Regions from separate parts of the Mus musculus genome. Here region 1 is linked to region 2. Evidence: chromatin contacts called from public Hi-C data. All regions are on one chromosome and are shown on one strand. Each heading gives the region's core, a stretch centred on a gene start, on an enhancer-like site or on the middle of the called end of the contact. The rest is flanking DNA. Distances are from core to core; before and after follow the strand shown.

The links. Hi-C and Micro-C count contacts between places; a contact is called where the count stands out from the background.
Region 1: a Hi-C map of liver shows a contact between it and region 2, with 5 times the contacts expected there. The contact joins two enhancer-like sites. A contact is called at or near these places in 1 of 39 promoter capture datasets (liver), 6 of 484 Hi-C or Micro-C datasets (beige adipocytes, embryonic fibroblasts, liver and 1 more) and 1 of 115 datasets of contacts at active chromatin or transcription factors (liver).

Annotation. Positions count from the first base shown.
Region 1 is chr1:174,904,921-174,911,088 of GRCm38.p6, reverse strand. All of the region lies in intron 1 of Grem2 (gremlin 2, DAN family BMP antagonist), which reads left to right. Among named protein-coding and RNA genes, the nearest start is that of Grem2, 14 kb to the left of the region's middle. Within about 2 kb of position 3,293, at least 9 of the 459 cell types and tissues checked have an H3K27ac peak or open chromatin away from gene starts, as enhancers often do. A contact at or near this core is called in liver, where this site is marked.
Region 2 is chr1:174,763,075-174,769,252 of GRCm38.p6, reverse strand. All of the region lies in intron 15 of Fmn2 (formin 2), which reads right to left. Among named protein-coding and RNA genes, the nearest start is that of Gm51689, 9.3 kb to the right of the region's middle. Within about 2 kb of position 2,417, at least 5 of the 459 cell types and tissues checked have an H3K27ac peak or open chromatin away from gene starts, as enhancers often do. A contact at or near this core is called in liver, where this site is marked.

The DNA.
Region 1 (6,168 bases), core at 2,044-4,543, 140 kb before region 2:
TTCTGTTTGGACTAAAGGATTTGTATAGCATTAGAATGGATTATCTCTGTGATCCATGTGCTCAAGTTGTCTCCCACTCCCAAACCAGTGTCTCCTGTAACCTAAATGCCTCATTTGGACTGGCTTATTTGATCATACTTAGAATTCCTTTAAGTAGCAGATGAAACCTCTGGACAGGACTCAGGAAAGAAATGAGTCTGTCAGAGTCTACTCTCAATCATTGGTGGACAAGAGGAACTAGAGAAAGCACCCAAGGAACTAAAGGGAACTGCAACCCTATAGGTGGAACAACAATATGAACTAAGAAGTACCCCGGAGCTCTTGACTCTAGCTGCATATGTATCAAAAGATGGCCTAATAGGCCATCACTTGAAAGAGAGATCCATTGGACTTGCAAACTTTATATGCCCCAGTACAGGGGAACGCCAGGGCCAAAAAGGGGGAGTGGGTGGGTAGGGGAGTGGGGGGGTGGGTATGGGGGACTTTTGCTATAGCATTGGAAATGTAAATGAGCTAAATACCTAATAAAAAATGGGAAAAAAGGAAGCACTTGGCACTTTTTAGTCAGACATATAGATAGAATATACACCATAGCATATATACCACAGCCAGACATCTCCCTGGGAAAGGCTTCCCAATAAATAGTGGACACAACTTTCAACCAACCATTATTGGTTGGTGAGAGAATGGACGGTTGGGTAGGAAGATGGATGTCCAGGCAGATTGGTTGGATGAGGTATAGCAGTCCAGTGTCTCCAGGTGACTCAGCAGGCAAATGGACTCTTCCTAGTAGACCAAGTTTTATCCACTGAAGAAGCAGCAAATGTATCCAGGGAAGAACACCCATATTTCATGGTAGCTCCATTCACACTTGTCCAATTCCAGTCAAGGTAACATGCCATTGCCAAAGAGAAATGTGCCTGTGGAAAAATAGACCAACTAATACCAAGTTTTATTTTTATAGAAATTGGGAGCAAACATTTTCAATTCTATTCTTGGAGTCGAATGAGACACCACTGCAGATGACTGATGTGTGAATAGGCACCATATGGATTTGTACAAAGGGAGGAAAATAATCCACAGTTGTAAAAATATCTCTGGTCTTCTTACTGGTGATATGTGCCCACATGGCTCTGTCAGGTGGTTTCGCTATATAAGAGATTATTCCTGGACTAATAGAAAAATTTTCCTTTTATAGTGGTTGTATGCTTTCCCATATTATCATCGTAGCATGCAAAAATCTCACAACTTCAGAAATTCAAAAGATCAAAGGCAGAGAGGCCACTAAGCTCTCTGCACCCACCACACACCAGCACAATAGTTTGGCTACTAGAAATGCTTTTCGTTGCAACACAAAAGTGGACTTTTATAATCACCGAGCAGCACTGTGAAAGCTGATAGGCATTCCTAATTCTTCCATTAGATATTGCCCTTGTTGTTTGATGGCAGTAAAATTCAGATTGTCTCCATATGATGAAATGCTGGCCAGCTGAGGCCTGGAGCTCTAGAGTTGATATTAACTGCAGTGGTGTTGGACTGATTTTCTGTTTCAAATGACAGCCAGAGCTATCAAATAAACCCAGTGATATTTATTAGGGTGGCTTCTGAATATACAGAGTGTGATTCATGACAGAGACTAATCTTGCTAAAGTAAAGGGAAAGATGTTTTCCATCTGCATAGCTGCCTCAGTAGCTGGCATAGAGCAGACAGTCAGACCACATTGGGTGGATGCTTAAAGACCTTACAGCATGAAGATTGGAAGTAAAGGTCTCTGTTGAAACGTGACAGAGTCACAGACGGTGCCAACAGTTTGGTCAGTGGTTTAGAATGTAAGCCCTTTTGTCAACGTTCTGATTTTGCATGTTTCATCAATTTTTATTGAGCTTTTGCATGTGCCAGGCACTAGAAATAGAAAAAGGATAGGATATTGCCCTACCTTCCAGGAGCTCCCTGCTTACCTATGAAAATAAGAAAGTAAATAAAATATCAACAAGTAAGTAAGGCAGGCAAGAGCTACAGATATAACCCAGTGGTTGTACGTTACCTAGTGTGTGCCAATCCCTACATTTGCTCCCCGAGACTACTAAACAATGAAGTATAATATGTAAAGTAAGCCGAGTACATACCTGTAATCCCAGCATATTCAGAATGTGAAGCACAAGGATCGATGTACATTCCAGGCTAATTAGTGGTACTCTCAAGCCTCTGTCTCAAAAATAAAAAGCAAGGGCTTTTGGAGAGGTGGCTCAGTGGCTAAGATTGCTTGCTGCTCTTCCAGAGTACTTCAGTTCTGTTCCCCACATCCATGCCAGGCAGCATAGACACATGTAACAGCAGCTCTGGGGAATATGGTGCCCTCATCTGGCTTCTGCAGGCACCTGCATGTGTGAGGTATACACACACACACACACACACACACACACACACATAGGGGCGGGGTGGGGGGGAGAACGGGACACCACCATCACCATCAAAATAGTCTAAACAGCCTGTGAGCAAAGCAAATTGGAACAGGGTGACCATAAGAATTTGCATCTCTGGTTTTTCTTAACAAGGGTGATCACGTAAGCATGCACCGTGCTGAAGAATATTGCCAGCTCCCAGTCCTCAGCAGTGTAGAGCTTTCACACACCCTCTCTTCAGCAGGTTAGCTTATTGGTTGTCACGTGTCATTTTGGAATGCAGTTTCTTCCCCCACAGTGTCCTGTGAAGTTTCAATGCTTAGAGTTAGTGGTGGCTACACCATCTGGATGATTTGCAGACTTGAGCCTCGAGAGTCACCTTTGGCAGCCTGTGCTCTCCACACGCTAAGCTCTGGCTATTGTCTTTTGCTGTATTCCAGAGCCAAAGGCCTTGGCCTTGGTTGTTTTTGTTTGTTTGTTTGGTTGGTTGGTTGGTTTTGGTTTTGGTTTTGTTTACCTGCTTGATGTCCTGTAACTCCAATCATAAAAATCCAAAGATCACTGGAATCCAGGCAAATCACAGTCAGGTGTAACTCCTTAGAAAAATATGGTCCAAGGAACAATGACACAGAAAAGTCACCATGTTCTTTGTTTCTTGTTTCATATCTGACATTGCCTGGGTTTTTAGTGTAGAAGAGAGCAGGGCCCAACAGGTGAGGTGTTTCCAGCCTCTGTGTACTTGAACACCAGCCAGAACACAGGATTGGGAAAGTGACTGCCCAGAGGTCAGACTCCCCGTTTTTTTCCCCCTTCTCCTCCACAAGTGCACAAGGAGCTAACCAAATGTTTGTTTTTCTATCAGAGCACGAGTTTGGGTACATCTACGTGACTAACAGCAGCTGAGTGGAAAGCCTGTTTCATAACAGGGCCTTTACCTGAGTGCGTTAGGCTGTACTTGGTAGCATGGTTAACAAAGAACATTCACCTCATAAGAGCAGGTTGGTGCCCAGCAGTGACCTTTGGTAAGCAGCGAGTGGGATAGTCAAGGTTAGGATTGGCCCCTGGAGAAACACAGGGGTCCCTTCAAACACAAGTTTTCCTTCATGGCAAAGAATGTATGAAATAATGCATTGGATTTGGGATTTGGCATTTCACTAGAAGGCAGAAAGACCATCTCTTCACTGAATTGAGGAATGTCCCTGGTACCCCAGTAACAAGTAGAACAAAGTCAGTGTCTATTGATCAGTAAGCCCCTTCAAAACTAACAACTGCCACGGCTGATTTGGCACTCATTATGCCAGGAACCAAGTCTAATCTTCCAAATGCATTGCAGACGGTGAATATCCGTGTTCTTCGCAAGAAGAGTGTCAAGTTGACGGTCCTTCATCAAAAATTAGCTCTGTATCTTGTCCATGAACCACCAAACACTTGTTCTGGGCCTCCATGCTGGGCTCTGACCCAGGTTCAATGTTAAATGCTAACTACAATCACATTTACTTTTCAAAGCCACTCAAAGCCGCACCGCCAATCGTGAGGGTCTGGCATCCAGAACAGGTTTCAAAGCCTGTGCTCTCTGTCCATTTGCTAGACCTGCTTCAGACAGCTCCAGGATGCCCAGGATGCACAACTTGGCCCAGGTTGCCTTCTCTCTGGGATTTCTGGAGACTCTTAATAAGGAATGACACTTTTGTTGTCTAAGTCAGAACATGATTTGGAAAGTAAAATACTATAGGGCGATTTAGTGATTGATCTAAAAGTAAAATACTGTGGCTGGATTGTCCACATTTTCACAGGAGGGAGGGGACACCAGGGAAATGGGGACACAGAAGGGATGGGGCAGACTTCTGAGAAGGCAAAAATATCAAAGAAAGGAGCTGTGAGCTGGTAAAGTGAACATCCTCTTTGCTCATGCCTTTGGTGTGGGCCAAGCTGTCAGGCACATGCTAACCTGTGTGTGCAAACTCAACATAGAATCCTGGGGTGGTGTTCCCTCAATCAAGGATGTGCTGAACAGCACACACCAACTTTGGTCTTCTCTGAAAATTTAGTTTTGGATTTATTAGACTTCTTTGTTGCTTTCTGGAAAGTTCTACCCATGTGGGACTGTCCTTCTAATCATTCTAAATTGCAAAGGATTTTCCAGGTCACTTTTCTCATCCTCTTAGATTTCCATCAAATATTCATCCCAAGTTTATTTTTCAGGAAAACAAAGACTAAAGAACAAACTGAGTCTTACCCTTCCATTCTCCTGCCAGCTACAAAGGTTAAGCATTTCCTCTGCAGAATGGACTCCTGTCACATATAGCTGCTGGCTTAGTGCGCTGTGTGCATCGCTGGCTAAGGAACTCTGATTCTGGGAATCGAGCTGATGAGACTGTTCTGAAAACTAGGGTGATTGTAACATTTATCATCCAAACTAGATTGCTTTCAGAGCATAGGGGAGGGTGCTATTAATAAACTGCCCGGGACAACAAGCAGAGCTGGAGCTGTTGCAGGGCAAATCAGGACATGAAAAAAAGTGCATACTGGTCAATACTATATTGTCAGCCCTCCAGTAACACAGTCTCGGTCAGACCATATCTTATTTAATAGACTCTGAGGACAATCATGCCCACTCATTTACAAATATTGAGGGCCTACTGTGTTCTTGATGTTCCTAACTGGGGGAAGATCTGCTAGATTCCCCAAGAAAGATTCACAGTTCAGAGACCATGAAAATGTGACTTGCAGATATTTGTGCAGCAACAGTACTAACCAATTCTCTTAAGAACTTTACTCATGACACCTGCTCTGTTGATTTTGCTCATCACCTATTTAATCCCCACATAATCCCATGAGGAAGAAGACCCAGACTCGGTAAGGTGAATTTTTCCAGGGTACCCCAATATATAGCCAGTGGAGACAGTTAGTTCTCAATGTATGTGGTTCTGAAGGCTGAGCTCATAGTACCATGCCTTCCATGGTTCTCCACAGAGAACACAAGATCCATGCCATTGTACAGGACCCTAGAGTCCACAGACCACAGACCAGTCTCATTCTCCACTACTCACTGCTGGGAACACAGAAGGGAGGAAGGCTCCTCAAAAGAGGGGACAGTTGAGATGAGCCTGATTGGACTCTCAGAGGGCTGAGTGGAGACACGAAACTCAGTTTCAAGCCTCACAGTTTGGGGTATTGGTCAGGAGAGTAAATTTGTCCCTGACAGTACTGGTAAGAGGAGAATAATGAAACTGTACGGCTTGGCTCCGCCATGGACAGCAGGAAGGGCCCAATGTCTAAAGCATCAAAGACACACATAGAGCATCACTCACAAAGACATTCCTGGGGAAAGGCTCTGTTCCTTTTCACAACCATTGAATCCTCCACATCACTGAGGAACACATCCAGGAAAACATCAGCAGGTTCAATTCATCAGACAACATGAAACACGGGAGCTTTATTGGAGACAGGATCACATCGATCCCAGGCTCATAGACCCTCAGAATGGCTAAGTGTTCAGGGATATCCTGACAATCTTTTGCCTCCACATCCGAAGTGCTGCAGTTCCAGACTCATCCCACCAAGCCTGGTTTAAATGGTGCTGAGAACTGAACCTGGTGCATCTTGTATGCTAGGTAAGCACGCAGCCCACTGAGCTCCACTCCATCCCCAGCTATGTGAACTCGGAAGACAGCCGAGAAGCATCGTTTCCATTAAGAAGTTTTAAAGCTTAAAATTATTATGTCGATCTCTTTGAAAAGTATCGTTTATCTTCAAAATGTCTGA
Region 2 (6,178 bases), core at 1,168-3,667:
AAAATTCCAGCTATGCAGGATGGAGTCCACATTTAAATAAAACATAATATATATTTAAAATATATAGTATTTATTTTATACTTGTAAAATTTACAATAAAGCTAAGATATGTGAGATAGTATTGCATAAACCTTACAAACATGTATCAGATCTATATGATTCGAATGATTCAGCACTATCATGGTCACAGTTCCTCCCTAGTTTAATGAAAACCAATCATATCTTTGATAAGCTATCAGATTCTAATGTTTATTTGGAAAAACAGAGGTGTCATTATAGCCAGTGCCTTCCCAAAGTACAATGATGTGAGAGAGCTGCAGTGCCTTGCTGTCAGACTTAATACAATGAGCAAGTCAGCATAGCTGAAGAATAGATGCAGAGCAATGAGACAGAATAGACTGTCAGGGAACAGAGGTATACACATAAGATCAATTCATTTGTGACAAAGCAGCTCAGTCAAATCAACGGAAAAATAAATTCTTCCAATAAATGATGATGGGACAGTTGGATGTCTACATAAAAAAAAATTAAAAGAAACTAGAGAGGCAACAGGCTCCCATTTTCCATGGAAACCAAAAAGTGGGTGGTTATTAACTTGTAGGATGGTAAAGAAAGGTACAGGTTTGAAGGTACTTCATTACTTGGGAATCAGTACAAAGATAATAATAAACTAATCAATAAAGACAGTATCTAAAAGTAAAAAAAAAAAACAAAAAACAAAAAAACAACAACAAAAACGCATTGTTTTTACAGAAGCCCTGAGTATACATCTTTTACATCTTCATAGCTCCCATATTGGAGCAGGAAAAACAGAGTTGACCATGGGCCTCACCCTCTATGCCTTGAAATCGACCACTTCCCAGAGCTAATGAGCAAACACAGGAAGGACATAGATGTAACCCTGGAACTTGTAACCCTGGAAGACACAAAGTCTTCCCCAAGATGGCTGCCTTGAGGACTTCTCATTGCCATTGCCAAAGATTCTTATAACTCCCTCCTGTTCCCTCCTTCCTCTCCCTCCTCTCCCTCCCCTCCTCTCCCCTCCCCTCCCTTCTCTTTCATTCTCTACAGTTCGGACATGTAACTGTTTCCATTTCATTTAGCATCCTTCCTGCTTTGCACAGTGCATTTACTTGTCTTGACACTGGCTTCCTAGATAACTTTCACTAAGCAGTAGTGTCATAAATAACATGAATGATCAGCCAGGAGGGTAGGGTACAGAATAGATCATTCAGTGCTCATCTGTCCAGATCAGTATATGTGTGACTGATATACAGTGGCTATGTAATTGTTAGTGTTATCACCAGAGCTGACCTAAGAAAACATCCTGTTTTAGGAACGTCCTTGCAGACTACTGAAAATATGATTGAATAAAGTGATATAGAAAGTGGAATTGACTCATTATTGAAAGGTTGCATGGATGCCCTGGAGAAAGACAGTGAGGTACTCAGGACACTAAAAACAAGGTTAAGGCTACAGACATGCATCTTAGAGAGAACGAAATTATGTCCCCTATTTATTAATAAGGCAGAAATAATAAGCAATTAAGACAATATCAATAGTTAATACCACAGAGTACCAGGGATGTTTAAATGTTCAAATTAGGCCTGCTCAAATTGAGATATCTACATGGAAACTTGAACAGATGCTCAAAATACAAGTTTATAGGGGCCATTCACTGTTCTCTAAGAAGAGCTAGCATTTCTCCTAAGCCAGAAGACACTGTTAGACCCCTTTCCTAGACACTGTCTTAGCATTTTGCTTAGATGTCAATATAATAAGTAAAGCTATATTTAAGCAAAAGCCAGATTTGCAAGTTCTAGGTTTGACAAGGAAAGGAAGAGATTATATGGCTTTTCTATTACAAACTAAAAATAAGTGATAGTCAATGAAGAGGGTAGATGGTATACCAAAGGTACCCTGGCATATGGAAGCAGAAGTAACAAAGAAAACTCCAAGAACCAGGCAGGCTCTTGTATGTTATGTGTGGCCAGAAAACTGAGCAAAGATTATTCCACAGAGGAGCCCAGAGGACCTACCATTCAGTATGGCCACCAGGAATGCAGTGGTCAAAGGGCCTCGATATAGCTGAACACAGTGGCTGGACCTCTCTGTAAGCCAAGGGTGTGGGGGATTGTTGGGCTCAGTGTAAGCTACTGAGACATAGGACTCTAATAAAGTAGGAGCCAAGAGGTAATGCTCAATGGCCAGAGCCTGGGAACCACACTTACCATAATCACTGAGGAAGCCAAGGACGCTGTGGATACGGTTAATAGAGCATGACATCCTTAGGGGCAAACAAATGTATTGCTCAATGCTTGAAACTTAGGAAAAAGGCAAGAGTAGAGGGTCAGGAGGCTAAGAGGGGTGACTCTGCTAGAAAATCCATGATTCATCAATTGGTTCTCAGAACTACGCTAATTTGGGTCCAGAATCCACTGACCTGACCGAAGGCTTCTAGTCCCTGTGAGGAAGGGCATGAAACACTGAAGCAAGAATAAAGTGAAATGGATCTGGGTAGATGCTTGAGGGGGGAAATGCTGGCTGCACAAGCACAAGGTCCTGAGTTTAATCTTCAGCACCCATGTGATAGCCAGGCACAGTGACCTGTCCCAGATCTGGTATGGCTCAGCCAGGGGATTCTGGAGCTCATTGTCTACCAGTCTAGGCAATGTGACAAGCCTCAGGGTCAGCATGAGTTTGTTACAGAACACAAGATAGATTGTGACTGTAAAAAAGTAGCTGAAGTTGACCTCTGTTCTGACTTACACACACACACACACACACACACACACACACACACACGCAATTTTAAAAGAATACACTATAAGTATTCTTCCAGTCCTTCCCCAAAGGGAGCTTATAGCCATGACTCTGATATTCCTACACGTTAGACAATAGGAAATATTCAGACATACTGAGGACCCTGGAACATGAGGGTACCCAGAGACACAACCATCCTGGTCATTTTACTCTTATGGGAACGCACAGGCTCAGGGGCAGGCAGAATCCAGACATGCAGGCAGCAGGGATAGCTTTCACAGGGGCAGAGAAAAGCTGACAGTAAAATTGTCAACGTGTTGTAACAAACACTGCCCTGAAAGAGCTGATAGGTACTTTTGGTGGCATCAGGCAAAGTAAAAATTTAGACAAATACCCAAAATGACACAGCACTTAAAATAAGATTAGTTCAAGAAGTTGGAACAACTTTGAATTTGGGAATATAAAACAAAAACACTGGAAAAATAAACAGAGCAAATGTCAGGACGTTTAGGAGACAGTGACATGTTTACCTTACTTGCCTTCTGATGTCTTTATGCGCCTTTAACTGTCTGGCAGGAGATGCAGACAGAATAAATCATGAGAGATAGAAAAATATTTAAACAAGTTTATCAAGTCACTCAAAAATAGTCAAGCTGGGTGTTGAGGTGGCATGTGCCTACAATTCCCTGCTGATGCAGGAGGATCACCATAAGTTCATAGCTAGCCTGGGCTGAAAGTGAGACTGTGTCAAAAAAAAGAAAGAAAAAAAGTCCAAAAAAAAAACAATAAACAAATACAGGCCCTTACACCTAACACAGGAACACAGTGTTCCAGTGAAATGATACAATAGACATGTATTGACAATTCTCAAGAACACAAGTCCTAAAATTACACAGAACCGTTTCTCTTGATGACGTTTTTATTCAACTAACAATGAAAAATGCACTTTTGAAAATCTTTTTTTTTAATATTTGGAAATTTAAAAGCACATGTCTATAGATATCCTGTGCAGCCCAGTGTGGAGGTAAGCACTTGTAATCCTAGCACTTGGGAGATGGAGGCAGGAGGATTGCAGGTTTGAAGTCAGATCCTGTGGCAGGGTGAGTTTCAGACTAGCCTAGACTACAGATTCTGCCTCAAAAGCAAACTCAAAACCAAACCCAGACATCAAAAACAAAACCAGAATGCATGTGTCAAATTCCTAACAGACTTTAGTGAAAGAACTACTGAATAATGTTTACTAGCAGAAACATAAGCTAATCTGGAAAAAAGGGTAGTAAAAAGAAAAATTCACTAAACATCATTAGTAGATCAATAAAACTTAATTGTTAGACTGTTATTGATTTTAAGTTTAAGATGATTATAAAAACACTGTCCTTATGGTATCTAGAAAGAGGAAGAAAAACAACACAACCACATTCTGTGTTAGGAAATGCCTGAATTAAGGATAACGACTTCTCAGATAAAATCTGAGAAATAAGAATTTGTAAAATACTTCAACAAAAATTGAGAAAAAAAGTTTTCTATCAAGTGAAAAATAGGAAAGCAAACTTATAAAAACTAAAAAAAAATTCAACACTTGAGCACATACCAATTTTCTAGGAATTAATAAAATATGCCAATAATCCAACAATTATAAAGAAAACTGATATATTACAAAGTTCTTTTTTAAAATGAGTATTAAATCAAGATAATAAAAAGGGAGTTGAGAGCTGCTGTGATGGCATAGCAGACAAGTGACTGTCACACAGGTTGATGAACTGAGTTTAATACATGGATGTCAGAGTAGCAGACAATAACTGATTCCACAAAGCTGTGTGGCCTCAACAGGTACATCAGGGCATATGAGTGCCCCATCACACACACACATTAATAATAATAAAAATGACAATAATAAATACATTTTAAAGGCTAGTTCTGCAGTTGTAGATTAATTAATATGTTTATAGAATTAAAGGACAAAATGGAAAGTTCTACAGTTATCCTTGAGGCTTACAGTAAAATCTACAAACCAACAATGACAAAAAAATTTGTTAACTTTAAAAATTTTTACTTTTATTATTGGATTTGACTTAATGCACTCTCCATGAGATGAAACCCAGACCAGACACTACTTGAGCGACCAAGAACCAGACACTAGGGTAAAAACAAATACTACTGTTTAAAACATAGCAACAAAAGGGCACCTAATGACATCCTGCTATACTCAGAGATCAGTGCCTTGCTAGGCCATCATCAGAGAAACTTCCTCCTGTGGCAGATGGGAACAAATACAGGAAGCCATAGCTAGACAATATGCAGAAAGTGAGAGAACATGTAATACTCAGCCCTAGATGGAATTTCTCTATCAAATACCTCCCCTCAGGGCTCAGGCAACACTACGGGGAAGAGTGTAAGAGCCAGATGGGATGGAAGTCATGGAGAAAACAAGCCCCTTTAGATGAACTTGAGCTAAGCTCATATGCACTTACAGAGACCAAAGCAGCAAGCACAGGACCTGTATATGTCTTCACCAGTTTCTGTGTTTATATTATGGCTTCCAGTTTAGTGATTTTATAGGATTCTAAGTGTACAAATGACTGGGTCTCTGATTCTTGTCCTTCTCTTAGGCTCTTTTCCTTCTGTTTACTAGATTTTACTTTTAAAATATGTTACCTTTCACAAATTTCGATGCTATGGAAGTTTGAAAAATGTCATTATTTTATGTATCAGTAAGAAAGATAGCTTAAGATGAAGACTCTTCATAATATAGGCCTCCCCATCCCAAACACACATGTATCATAAACCAGGATTGCAAAGGTTTCATGGAAAAGTAAACGAGAAAGCAAGCCATGGCTGAAAGGGAAAGTAAGGAAATTTACTTACTTATCTCAGCTCTGGCCCCAGTACACAGATGAAAACTTAAGAAATTCCCTTGAAGATCTGACTCATAAACCAGACCAAAAAATCCTGCAGGGCTTCCATCTGAACTCAATTACCAGATTTCATTAAAAACAAAAACAAAAAAACAAAAACAAAACGAAAGCAAAACAAAACAAAAAACAGATCCCGGCCTCCTAAGTAAAACATAACAAGAAAACAAAACAAACACGAGCCTCACACACAGCCCAAGCAAACAAACAAACTCTAGCAAAAGCAGAGGGTTTAATTTAACTTGTTACATTGCCTTCACTTGAATGGCACAACTCCTCTCTGGAGGAAGCTAATTTTAACTCAGGCACTAATTAATGCTAAGATTCATTCCATTCTAAGACACGTTTCATTTTCAGAGATGTTAAGTGCAACAAAATGTGCAACTCGGAATCGAAAACTCATAGGATCATGGGCACAGCAAATTGTTCCGTCTCAACAAAATATGAACATTGTATCAGACTATCCTAGGCGATTAGGGAAGTCACAATGGTTTTTAGGAAAT